Regions from separate parts of the Bombyx mori genome. Here regions 1 and 2 are each linked to region 3. A link is a contact called in public Hi-C data. All regions are on one chromosome and are shown on one strand. The core of a region is the stretch at or near the end of the contact, and the rest is flanking DNA. Distances in the headings are between cores, read along the strand shown.

Region 1 (4,841 bases), core at 1,695-4,194, 950 kb after region 3:
TTGTCAATCCATCAATTCTTGAATGTCATCACTATCGACCTCAATATTGAATTGTTTGGCAATATCGACTAATTCTTCAATAATGCTCTCAATTTGTCCAGAATCTGAGATCGTCGTACGATATATTCGGACCCGTCATAAACGGAACACTATCAAAACGGAGTGAGAAAGCTAATACTGATCAAAAACAAATACCGCGTACTATATCCGAATTGATGGCGTAAGTCGGGCTATTACTTAATATCTCATTTTAATAAAAGTATTATTTAGCTATTATTAGTGACTAATTATCCCCATATTCCGCAGGACGGTATATTAACTGTCGATATATTCATCCATTTCCGAAAGTTGTAAAAACTTTTGTAACTCTTTATACCTTTTTTATATGCTCGACTATTGATCCACTGTTCTATATTTATTAATTCATCATCATCAAGTTCAAGGAACATTTCCAGCAGGTTGTATTTAATGTTTCCTATGTTAATGTCTGACATCGTTTAATATAACCTACAAATAAGATAAAATGACAAACTTCAAAAACATTTTAATTTATTAGCTATTTTGTGACCTGGTAACTAAGACCTTTAAGTCATGTCTTATTTTAATTTATATTATTTTTCGAGACATTAATCAACTGAGCATTTCTCAAAATTGTTGACCGTAATTTTAAAAATCATCTTAAAATATAATATGAATATTTAGGACATATTATGTTAAATACAGCAAGCTAAATCTAGGCCATGCGTAAAATGTGCGCGAAGGACACTGCACCCAGCCCGGACGGCGTCCATGGCCGAGTTTGACTCTTGACGGGGACCGACTCTTGAGGCTTTACAACTCCTGCCTCGAGTCGGGATGGTTTCCTTCCTCGTGGAGGACGAGCAGACTCGTGCTGTTGAGAAAGGAGGGGTGCCCGGCGGATCCCGCCCAGGGCACCGTCCCATCGTATTGCTGGATGAGGTGGGCAAGCTGCTAGAACGCATTTTGGCGGCCTGCATCATCCTGCATCTGGTCAGGGTGGGACCCGACCTGTCGGCGGAGCAGTATAGCTTCCGAGAGGGCCGCTCAATGGTAGACGCGATCCTGCGCGTGCGGGCCCTCTCGGAGGAGGCCGTGTCCGGGGGTAGGGTGGCTTTGGCGGTGTCGTTCGATATCGCCAATGTGTTTAACACCCTGCCCTGGTCCGTGATAGGGGGGGGGGGGCTGGAACGACACGGAGTGCCCACCTACCTTCACCAGCTGGGTGGTTCTAGCCCAGCGGGATATTCTGTAGGATAACTAACTCTAACCGGCGTCAGCCTGCCGACTGAGAGGGCTGGTAGTCGTGGCGCCGACGACCGCCGGTCCGACGTCCCGAGGGGGAGGGGGATGGGAGAGATGTGCTCCGCACTAAACGCTTCACTTTCCCCCCTTTGCCTTTTCATGAGTTCTGTCTCATACAAGATTTGGATGTTGGTTGTTGAGCGACAAGAGGTTTTAGTCAGTTCAACACTGACATACCCCGCCCGCCAACCCCAGTGAAGGGCGGAAGTGCGGCGATTTCCTCCTGAAGAAAGACGCAGACTGTATTATAAATTTATGTTTTTCTATTAGATCATAGATTAAACAACATCTTGAAAAGTTAAAATTGCGAAAAATATAATAAATTAAATTGTTTTAGCAGTACGGAGTATTTTTTGTTACCATTTGAATACTTTCCAATCAAAATGTTTAGTTTTCCTATAAGATAGAAAAAGAAGGATGCTATATTTACTATTTTATTTATCATGAAGTTCTTTTAAATGACTGATTATAGCGTTTCAATTTAAAGAAAAAGAAATATTTATCATAATTATCAGCATAACTTTGGGACAGTAACAAAACAAGAAGCTTGGGTAACAAAATTGGAAATGTAAGGCTTAGCATACACATACTTGATAATATCAAAAAATGAAAATAAAATAAGTAAAAATCAAAACAAAAATTAAAAATTTATTGCGAATATTATGCCAAAAACAAAACATTCATTAAGGAAACAAAACTTATACCTTCTAATGAATCAGTTGGGTCTTCATTATATACTAGTATGGCAACTTTGTCAGATGTGTACTTAGGTTTAAAAACTCCTTTTTTGTTACTTCTCGTTCCGGTTATACGTTACCACGCAAAAGTAATAAAAACAGAAGTAACGAAAGGACGGGTAAGAATTTCAATAAAATACTAATTTTTTTAAACTCAATAGTTAAAACGGTATTTTATATCAAATTGTAGTCCATAAAATTAACTATTCATTAATTTTAATAGAATATTAAGTATCTTGAACTTATCTTCACACAGGGTAACAAAATCCACACTCGCCACAATCGCCACAATGCAGAGGACAACGTTATGTCGCGGCTGTTGTCGCCACCGATTACCGATATGACATCATAACAAAATGGCGATGTGAAATGTCATCAATAGTGCTGCCAAAAGAAAAAAACACTAACTAAATTACCTAGTTTAAAAAATCTTTCGACATGCAAATCGGTAGCAAAATCGGAATTCCATTTTATAATTTTATTAGGGACAATATTATTTTCCGAAAACTGATTAACTTACGACGTATTTCACCATAATATACTAAATAAAACATGTATTCAAATATTCCAAGTAGTGGTTTAAGACTAACATATATTCAGTTTCTTAGAATGTAATGAAATAAATGAGTTCAAAATCATTGCGGTCTCAATGGGACAACCTATTTTCCATAGTACGAAAATGTTGGTTTTTAGATTATTAATTATTTATTGTAGTTACAATTAATTATTTATTGTAGTTATTTATTGTAGTCAACAGTTGATCCTTCTGTTGCTAGTGCATTTGACTCATCACTGTCAAATTTGTCCTCAGGAACAACAGTTTTTTTTTTGCTGGTTCTGATTGTTTACTTATACTTGCTTCAGATATATTAAGGGGTGATGTGGCAATACACAATTGCCTTGCCTTTGTGTTCCTGTGCTGGAGCTACTTGGATAGCTTTGTCATTACTACACCTATTTTCAAGTGGCTGGACATCTGGAAATATGAAATAATGTTAGCAATTTCCAACAAACTTATGGTTTGTAAATATATTATAGGATTATATGTGTACTGTCGTAGTAGTAGTAGTAGTATTTAACTTCCTAGTCATCATTATCAGCCCATATAATATATCCCCTTGCTGGACACTGGCCTTCACTACCATTGAGAGGGTTTTTAGGCCTTAGTCCACCATGCTGGCCTAGTGCTGGTTGGTGGATTACACACCTAAGAAAATCCTAAGAACATTTACGTGTGCAGGTTTCATCACAATGTTTTCCTTCACTGTTAGAGTAAGTAAGTGATATTACACTGTGATAAATTTTCATTATCACAAACTTCCTAGTACCTTATGTAATAGGAACTGAGGTCCACTTGCCCATTTTGGCTACTTCCACTAACTAACTAACTATTCTCATTTTTTCTGATATTGTTATTTGATTAGGAGATCTGTGAGTGTAACGAATTATTGACAGTTACACCTACCTTGACTACAAGATGGCAAAGGTATAATAATACGATACATCTCATTTTTAGTCGTCTCTTCAATTTCCTTGATAATAGTGAGTCTTTGCCGTTTCACAAATGAAGGCCGAGGTTCACTATGAGTGAATTTTCGTTTTCTATCTGCCCGACAATCGAATTTGGATGGTAAACAGTTTGGTTTCATTCGAATTCATTTGATGGAGCTCATTATCTTGTATTGCATATAATTCTCCATGTCGTTTTCCAGCTAAAACATGAAATAATTTTCCAACAATTTCAATACATAACCTATAAAAAAAATATTAAAATGTTATTTTACTAATGTTAGGAATATAATTTCGACTGTGTCAAAATGTTATTATAATGTATACCTACATTATCTCTTGAAAGATAAATAATGAACATATTTACTTATTTGTTTATATTACGTGAACTCTTAACCTATCTTTTTTATACCTTCATAGCGATAGGTATATAGGAGGATGGAAAAAATGTATTTGGTCTAACATTACGCGAATGCACATTATTTTATTTTTTTATTTTTTTAATTAAACTGTATACCAATTAATTGATTCTTCAGGATTTATAATTGCTTTTTTTTCACGATTAAAACCGCGTAGAAAGTTTAGGCATTATAGTTGACGCATGCGCCATAGATTATACACTTATGGCATGCGCAGTACACATATTTTGTATACATTTATTCAACTAATACAAATAGTTAATTAAACAAAAAATGAGTAATTTCGAAAGAGAACAAACGTATTTTATATAAGAACAATCGAAAATGAATATTTACGAGTAATTAAGGACGAAAAAATATTAAAAATTGCAATCGAGGGGCTAACTTGTAGATATATTTTTAATATTTTTTTTTAAATTAATAAATGGGGAACAAACAATTATTAACAGTGAACAATCAAGAACAAATGATGAACAAACGAATTAATAGAAAATAAGTAGAAAACAGGAAAAAAAATTTTTTTTGAGGGGCTAACTTCATTCACCTCACCATAGACCTGGTTTCCTACTTCAGTGACGTACACAGATTAAACCATAGATTATTCACTATAATCGAACACTTAATATTTGAGACTTACGTATGTGCATCGGTACCTACCTCTAAAGTTGTTGTGGTTTTTAAAATAAAAAATATATTATAACTTTTAGAAGTAATACAGAAACTTGTTAATATGAAATATATGTAATCGTCACATTTATTAATGACACTATTAATCGGTGATTATGTGGCACGAGGCAAGAAAACAAGAGCGTATGATACGTGGAATGATCGTGGATTATCGTAGGAGAGCTGA
Region 2 (4,314 bases), core at 107-2,606, 750 kb before region 3:
TTGTTTGCTTATCGTTTCCATGCTGTTGATTTATTAAGTATATATAAGTAAATTAATATATAAAAGTATATTGGGACCTATATAAGTGATTATGGTGATTTCATATTGTGTAAACGGTCTAAGCATATATACTATTTATTGTATTGTGTTTGAAGTCGTCGTGGCCTAAGGGATAAGACGTCCGGTGCATTCGTGTTGAAGCGATGCAACGGTGTTCGAATTCCAGACGGGTACCAGTTTTTCTAATGAAATACGTACTTAACAAATGTTCACGATTGACTTCCGCGGTGAAGGAATAACATCGCTGTAATAAAAATCAAACCCGCAAAATTATAATTTGCGTAATTACTGGTGGTAGGACCACTTGTGAGTCTGCACGGATAGGTACCACCGCACTGCCTATTTCTGCCGTAAAGCAGTAATGCGTTGCGGTTTGAAGGGTGGGGCAATGAGCTCGTTCACCTATCTAAGCAATAAAAAAAATGTATTTTTTTCCTTATTAATCTATTCTTAATAGTACACCGCAACATATACAATACTGTATCTTAATATTTTGAGAATTTCTGTAAATAAATCGGTTGTCTAGAACAGATCGCTTTTAGTAATAAGGTCGCATAATGTACAAATATATCTACTTGTTGATTCTTTTTTAATGTTAATTGTGTTTTGGCGTGCATTAAAGTATATTCTCTCGAGAGATCACTTTCCATGAAATTTAACATTATCGGTGCCCATTCGTAAATCGTGCTCTATTCGCTTCAAATTGAAATAAAGTAAAATCAGCTGAATTATTCAATTAGTACCTTTTTTACTCATCGTTTCTAAAGTTGTTCTAAGCATTAAAATGAAGTATTCATCCGATAATATTTTTAAACTACTACTCTAAAAACCATCGAACTTGGAGTCGTTGCGTTTCCAGAGATGTTTTTTCCACGTACCATTCGGCTCGATATTTAATTTGCCTCTACAGTGTTTCCCGAGTATTTCAAACTGGGCTTGGAATGAGTTTGGAATGGTACACAGCGCTTGGACTAGCATGTTGAGACAAACTTGAATATTGCTCTGCTTTGGAAGGCTTAATAGATTTATTAAAATATTACAATTGACAGCCATACCGGTATAAGTTGCAAAAACAGTTATTAGTTCTGTAGTAGAAAGCTCATTCTATATAATCTGATACAAAGGTGTTATAATTTCATTAATTTTCTCTAAAATTAATCGAAATCAAATTCACAACTACTTTTAGATTAATAAGTGGACAAGTTTATTTTTATTTTTGGTCATTGTATTTTTTTTTGATATTTTGTGTTTTGAGCCATCGACTAAATTTGACTTTTAGGCAAAGACAACACTTGTTTTATTTTTAAATTCCATTCTGCGGCCAAAATGTCGCTGATCTTGATTGTCAAGCTATTTTCTCATTGCAATGTTCCGTTCTGGCGTATAGTATGTGTGAAACACCGAAGTTTGGCGTGTGCGTTCTATTTTATTTTAGACAAGACTTGACGGCTATTTAAAAAAACTTCATGGCTCTCTACTCGATTTTGTTTTGCCATAGCTCGGAAATTTCGTAAACAACACTTACAAAACAACGCGATAATACAGTGAATATGATTGAAAATCTACATTTGAGTATGTGAAAAGCCGAGACATCGGATCAAGGTTGGATATAATTTGATCACCCTGGATACGAGATGGATGACAAGATGGAAACTGATCATAGCTATAGTGGAGAGAGCAGTAGCTCTACTGATACTTCCAGCGGGAGTTCTGAGGGCGATGAAGAAGAGATGGAGCCGGTACGGATTCTAGGACATAGTTTGGAGCTACCTCAGGAACTATGCGAAGACTATTCACTATTCAAAGAGTTTTTTTCTACGAAAACTTGGGAATCTTTAGATGAAAAACACAAAGAACATTTAATGAAATTTTTACCAAAATTCACGGAAAATCAAGAAGAGGAAACAACAAAAACTATAGAAATGCTTTTTCATCATGAACCTTTTCATTTCCAATCACCTTTCAGCACTTTCTATAATAATTTAAGGCAGGGAAATTACAGACCTGATATAGCCAAAATGAAGAAATTTCTTAAAAAAGCAAGGGCTAAACAGCAGAGGCATAGGGTAATCGATACTTAAAGTAATATAAAACAAAAATAGACGAATATGTCAATTCATATTAATGTGTTCAATTTCAGATAAAATCTTATTATGCCAAGTTATTACCTGAAGTTTTGCTATCACGAGAGAGGTTATTAGCAGCAGTTAAAGCAGCTCCACCTGGCCCAGCACCTAGAATTCCTTCATTGCCGCCAAAATCATCATCAAAAAATAATTTCAAACCGTTGTACTTGAGAGCCAAGCAAAGATATTTTGAAGAGCTTGCAGCTATTAGAAGTGAAGTAGGGGGTGATGAGTCTGATGATGAGAACTACCCTGATGGACCTCCAGAACAGTTTGTAAAGAAAAAGAAAGGAAATAATGTTACAGTAAGTCAAGTCAAGCTTCTATATTAATCAAAATAATATTGTTTATGACAAAATAATTGTTGCTAAATTGAGATAAAAATAGCAGTAAATTTAATGGCTATTTATACATTCAATTTATTTTTTTCTTAATTGTATAAAGCTCTGCAATATTTAAACTCTCTTGAGAAGGGGAAGATCATGTATTAGATTAATCAAAGCTTTATTTAACTATTGTCTGAAAATTTCTGAGAATTATTAGATTAGTTAAAAAATATATATTAATGACTTGTTTTGCATAATTTTCTCATTTATAGTTAAGAATAGATATTTAAATGTGAATGTTTTATACTTTATATACTTAGAATGCTGATGGGAATATTTCTGGTACTCTTGCTGGTTCTGAACAAACACTTCCAACGTCACTTGAATGTTTGAAAAATGTCCTAATGGCACACAGATCAAGAAGACAGTATAGAGAAGTAAGTCTAAATGTACATTTCCATACTAAAAATAAATTTAATTAACAATTAATGACTGCCTATTAAAGGTTGGTTTTACTTAATTTTTTCTTTTCCTTGTTTGACTGCATTTGTGAATACTTAAATTATTTTTATATAATAATATGATGTACTATTTTTTTATTAACATACTTTTTTTACATTTATTTGTTAAATAATTAGTTCAAGTTGTAGCAAGAAATTCAAATTGATTGGTGGACATTTAAATATTGTTTTAGAACCATCCAGAGTTAAACATAAATGGAATAACATTAGAAGATATAAAACAACGAGTGGCACTTGTAAATGGTGCAAAAAAACTAATGTTTGGAGGACCAAAGATTGCATCTCCAATCCAAAAAATTAAAAAAGCTCCTAAAAAAGATGCAGTAGTAAAAAAAATGCTGGAGAATAAAATATCAAAGAAATGCAAAGAAGAAACTGAGAATCCTGACATCAAACCTTTGCTTCAAAACATAAAAATCAAAGTTGAAAAAGAAGGTAGTGACTCTGAAAGCTCATTTTTAGAAAATGTGATGAGTCCTAAGCAAATGAAGAAACACATGGAACAAGTTGAAATCAAACAGGAAATAGGAGCAGAGTGAGTCTTAAATAATTTTTTTTACCAAAATTGGTGAAAAGCTTACTAAAGATAAAATAAAACGTTGTTGCACTTTCAGACCAAATTATGATGATCAGTTTGATGCATTAATAAAGCAAGAACCACCAGATTCCATGCCCATTTCAAATATTTCTAAAATTGATCAACCAATTCCCATTAAACTTGAAGACTTGGATGGCATAGGTAAGACTAATAAAGTGGTTTAATCTAAAAATAAACAAAAGGCAAACATCTTAAAATAACTGAACCAAATAAAACAAATTCAAATTAAATTAGCATGATACTATCAAATTAAATATTTGTTGAATATATACCCTCTGCTTCTTTTTAATTAAATTACTTACTAAATAAGATATTGAAAAGAGGATTATGAATATACAAAAATAATTATGTTATAAATATATATTACATACAGATATGATGGCCCTACCAATAGAGTTAGCTGACGACACTGGAGAAGTTATTAAAGCGAAGTGTAAAGATAGGGACGAGCTTCTGGATGTGGATGAATCTTTAACTGAAACAACTCACGCTAACTTCCTGTCGCTTGTTCGAGCTTTGTTTCCGGCGAGGGCGGCTCACCGGGCCTCGAAACAACAGCTACATGCAAGATGTGCTGCTGTTATGCGCTCGCCCATAGCGCCTCTAAACACTTGGTATAACTGTGAGTATGTGTCGAGGTTTGTAAGAACTAAATTTATATTTGCTTTAATGTGGACTAGCTG
Region 3 (4,700 bases), core at 464-2,963:
ACTAGCTTGGGGCTTTAAATGTATAATATTTGTTTGTGTGATTTTTGTCAACCATACTATATATGAGTCGACTATTATCAAAGCCGGCAATGTGACTTTTGGATAATTATTGGTAAATCAGAAAAACGAATTATTGACTTTGTATTCCATTGGCAGTCACAAAACTCTTCTGAACGACATCTTAGATAAATAACAGGTTAAGTATTAACCTTTATTTAATGCAGGTTTTGAACCGTATTCTTTGAAGGAGACGATTATATTCAAATCAATCTGTATTGAAATATCAATAAAATTTTTTTGTCCAAATGCACAGATTGCTACCTTTGATAATAGACGACTCATATAAGCACATGATATACTATTGGTAAACCTACACACTTGTGATATAATATGTGAATTCAATAATTTTTACAAGATTGTATACTCAACCTACAAGAGCTCTATAAAAGTATTTAATCCATACCTAAAATTACATTTGCATCTCTATCTGTACACAGGAACACTCCTATCAGAACTCTGCCATCGGTCATTTCAATTCTAAATTTCATATTTAACCATTTTCTAAGTTTTGCCTTTCCTTCTTCCTCCACCACCTGAAGTATACAATTATTAAAAGTAGTAGGTACTATCTAATCCATTATGTCTATGTACAGGTTTGAAATAACAAAAAATATTTAAAAGGAATTATTTTTATATCTCTTGTTCATCCTTAATTATATTTCATGGGAAATAAGAGATCAAGCATTACTTTGATACCTAAATCTAGCGTTACTCAGTCAATTACATTTAATTATGAACTATCTAAATATCTAGAATTTATGATTATGTCAATGTGTAAACATCAATAATTTAAATGATTTTTCCTGGAAGGCCAAATAGGAATATAACTTGTATTAATGTTAAAAAAGCCTGAATCAAAAGTCATGTACGTAAAATTAATTAATGAAGGGAGGCGAAATTTAGCAAATATATAATTGGCTTGTCTACATACAATATTATTCTTTTAAAAGAAGTCTTATTCACTTTCGATGCTAACCTAAATATTATGTATATTTTATTTGTAGACGTGAGTTTATTTTTATCATACCTGAGGTGCTTCCGAAGTCGTTTTATTGCCTTCATTACTCATTTCCTTAGCTTGTTCAAATCTTTATCCCTGAACAATAAACGAGTTTCTTGCTAAAGTCTGGAAGTATTTTTATACGGCATTATTTTGTAGCCAGGTACATGGTTACACCATTGAAGTAGGAAACCTAGGTTACACACAAAGCATTTTTATCTGTCATGTAAAACTTAATTTGACCAAATCAAAATCAAATATTTTTTTTGAACCATAGACCTTAGGTTTCAAGGTTTCTTATTTCAGTGGTTTGAACTCTCAAATGTAATTCTCTAAGTTAGGGGATTTTATGACCTGGTAACTAAGATCTTTAAGTCAAGTCTTATTTTAATTTTAATGAAAACTTTTTAAATGAAAAATGATATTATGAAATGAAGTTGATTAATATGAAACATGGCATGAAATGAAATGAAAACGAAATGAAATGAAAATGATTAATTTGAGACATTAATTAAATGGGATGAAATGAGATGAGATGATATGGGATGAAATAACTTCTTGTTCTTCATAACAGCCCACAGACGTCCACTGCTGGACATAGGCCTCCCCCAAGCCTCGCCACAAAGACCGGTCCTGCGCTGCCTGCCAGCGGATCCCCGCGAACCTCAATACGTCGTCGGTCCATCTTGTTGGAGGCCTACCCACGCTATGTCTTCCGGTACGCGGTCGCCACTCAAGAACTTTCTGGCCCCAACGGCCATCCGTTCTATGAGCAATGTGTCCTGCCCACTGCCACTTCAATGTCGCAATCCTTTGGGCTAATCGGTTACCATGGTTTTCTTGCGAATCTCCTCATTTCTGATTTGATCTCGCAGGGAAACTCCGAGCATAGCCCTCTCTATTGCTCTTTGGGTGACTTTGATTCTTCTCATAAGGCCCATTGTGAGCGTCTACGTCTCAGTGCCATATGTCATCACTGGTAACGCACACTGGTCAAAGACTTTCGTCTTGAGACACTGTGGTATTTGTGATGAGAAGATTTTACGTAGCTTCCCGAACGCTTTCCATGCGAGCTGGATTCGACGGTTGACCTCTTTTTCGAAGTTGGACTTACTTAGCTGGACAGTGTGTCCCAGATAAACTCGTCAACAACTTCGAGCGTTTAATTTTCCCTCATTTGTGCAGTTTCATTATCATCTCATTTCATTTCATTTCATTTCGTTTTCATTTCATTTCATTTCATGCCATGTTTCATATTAATCAAATTCATTTCATTTCATAATATCATTATTCATATAAAAAAGTTTTCGTTAAAATTAAAATAAGACTTGTCCTAAACTTGGTCTTAGTTACCAGGTCATAAAAACCCGTCAATAAATTATGCTTTTATTGTTATTTGTCATGACAGCTCTTCAAGGATTTTTTGGCGGGAACGCGAGGAGTGAAGTTGTGTGATTTGTTTTATTTTTTCTATTTAGTGTTTCTTCAGGTTTAAATGTGTAATAACGGTGGTTTATTAACAGTTAAATACATTTGAAAGTGCACAAATGTGGGAAAATGAAACAAAGCCGCTGGACCTAACTTCTCGGGATCCTTCAAAAAGTCCACTGAAAAAATCTCAGTAAACGACCACTATTTTACTGAGATTATATTTCATCCCATATCATCTCATCTCATTTCATTTAATTTCATCCCAGTTGATTAATGTCTCAAATTAATCATCTTCATTTCATTTCACTTCATATTATCATCTTCCATAAAAATATCCCATATTATATCATCTTTCTTTTCTTTTTTTTGTATTGCCCTTATAGGCAGACGAGCATACGGCTGATACGGCCTACCTGATGGTGAGTGGTTACCGTCGCCCATGGACTTCAGCAATGCCAGGGGCAAAGCCAAGCCGCTGCCTACCGAAAATCTCATCTTATTTAATTTCATGCCATGTTTCATATTAATCAACTTCATTTCATTTCATAACATCATATTTCATAAAATAAAATAAAAAAATATACAAAAAATTTGGCTGTATGGTATGATGCCTTTGCCTTTCCATTTGGAAAAATAAAAGTACTACTGACAGCTCTTCAACTTCTTAGTAAAGATAGTTTTATTGTTATTGCATAAATTCCGAAAAGTACATACATACTGTATGTTATGATTTAATTATTATGTCTCAGAGTACAGGCGTAGATTTGTTTATGAAGCAATTTAAATATTTTAAATCTAATAAACCACAACCATCTCTCAATAGTGTCATATCTGTGGATATTACAACTTCAGAGGTAGGTAAATTACCAAATCCCTTTTAACAAATTAACTAAAAGGGAACGGCGTTTAGTCATTACAACACTATTCTGTACACACCACTCTACACGCCTCTATACAAAAGTATTTGTTTCCACTGTATAATGACCCTAGAGCTAACCTCTAACCTTTGCTGGAGGCCTAAGAGGCTATTCCAGTTACGTCCGGACGAGTAGCTGAGCTTACGAGCTCAACCTGAGAAGATTTGCTAATACTAGCCCTAAAAAGAGCAGTGCTTCGCAGATTCTACCACTGGATTGGAAATGCGACCCACTGAGAAGATCAGGCCAAGAAACTCAGTGGGCTGTGTCTGTGCGTTAATTTACTGGCCGAGCTCTTCGTCGCAAGCGATGGATTCGACAAGAATGATGACCAGTACCTGGGGTACCAAAAAGGACCTTTAGTAGATCAGGAGGATCTGCAATGACGTATTTTGGGCAAAGTTGACTGTATACCATTTGGTCCGCAGGATATCGGGAATGTAGTTACCGGACATCTATGCCCACAAAGCCTTTGAAGGCAAAATGAAGCTACCCATTATTGCAGTTGCTTTTAGACATCTAGGACACATATTTTACGAGTGAAACAAGATCATCCCAATGTATATTGTATGTATAAGTACACGTATAGCCAAAAAATAAATAAATTCATCCACTTTTGAGAAAGATGTGAAATGTTGAATGTTGAATTTTACCCCTAATTTTGCTCACCAGTTTAAATTATATTTTCGACACATGTTCAATTTAATATTATTGATTGTAGTATTTAGTGGCCAATGATAACATTAGCATAATTTAAACTTTGGCATTTATTTTTCAGGTGAAACTTTTAGAATGCAATACAAATTATAAATGTGAAGACAATCTTACACAGTGCTTAGGTTTGATAAACAAAAACAAATGGAAAACTTACAGTTTTGTTCAGCACCCTGGTTTAATGTTAATAAGGAATCCATTCACTGGATCTGGTCAAAGATATTGGATCAAAAGATGCTTGGAAAGATATCCAAAGAAACCGAATAAAATAAATATTGATATAGAAATTGATAATTTAGATGACTGGTGGAGAGAATGTCACAAAAGTATGGAATGTGATAAAAAATTGTTAAAAAAACTTAGGTGGACAACATTGGGTTATCATCACAATTGGAACACAAAAGTAAAATGTTATTATTATTATTTAATAAAATTCAGTTTTGTTTTAAAGAAATATGTGATGAGATTACACTTAACGAAAAAAATAATAATTTATTTATTTATTAAAAATTATGATCAGACAATAATATTTGTTTGCCCTGTTTGTAGCAAGTCTGCAAATTTAAAACATTATTTGA

The links. Hi-C and Micro-C count contacts between places; a contact is called where the count stands out from the background.
Region 1: a Hi-C map of whole pupa shows a contact between it and region 3, with 2.5 times the contacts expected there. The contact joins the promoter of LOC101745827 here to the promoter of LOC101735332 in region 3. A contact is called at or near these places in 3 of 7 Hi-C or Micro-C datasets (middle silk gland, posterior silk gland and whole pupa).
Region 2: a contact with region 3 is called in a Hi-C map of middle silk gland, with 4 times the contacts expected there. The contact joins the promoter of LOC101746855 here to the promoter of LOC101735332 in region 3. A contact is called at or near these places in 2 of 7 Hi-C or Micro-C datasets (middle silk gland and posterior silk gland).

The regions. Positions count from the first base shown.
Region 1 is chr18:6,650,834-6,655,674 of ASM3026992v2, reverse strand. It overlaps LOC101745827 (CLK4-associating serine/arginine rich protein), which reads left to right and starts at 2,944. Exons shown (of 15, transcript XM_062673655.1): 1 at 2,944-3,079. The coding sequence starts at 3,053. It overlaps LOC101745966, which reads right to left and starts at 2,397. Exons shown (of 5, transcript XM_062673657.1): 1 at 2,028-2,397; 2 at 377-507. The coding sequence starts at 494.
Region 2 is chr18:8,351,056-8,355,369 of ASM3026992v2, reverse strand. It overlaps LOC101746855 (nuclear factor related to kappa-B-binding protein), which reads left to right and starts at 1,356. Exons shown (of 21, transcript XM_012692161.4): 1 at 1,356-2,126; 2 at 2,201-2,491; 3 at 2,833-2,949; 4 at 3,207-3,568; 5 at 3,648-3,772; 6 at 4,005-4,253. The coding sequence starts at 1,695.
Region 3 is chr18:7,603,190-7,607,889 of ASM3026992v2, reverse strand. LOC101735332 (N-alpha-acetyltransferase 38, NatC auxiliary subunit) reads right to left here and starts at 1,713. Exons shown (of 3, transcript XM_062673686.1): 1 at 1,088-1,713; 2 at 464-593. The coding sequence starts at 1,129. It overlaps LOC101746991 (nucleic acid dioxygenase ALKBH1), which reads left to right and starts at 2,482. Exons shown (of 4, transcript XM_004928199.5): 1 at 2,482-3,345; 2 at 4,187-4,525. The coding sequence starts at 3,232.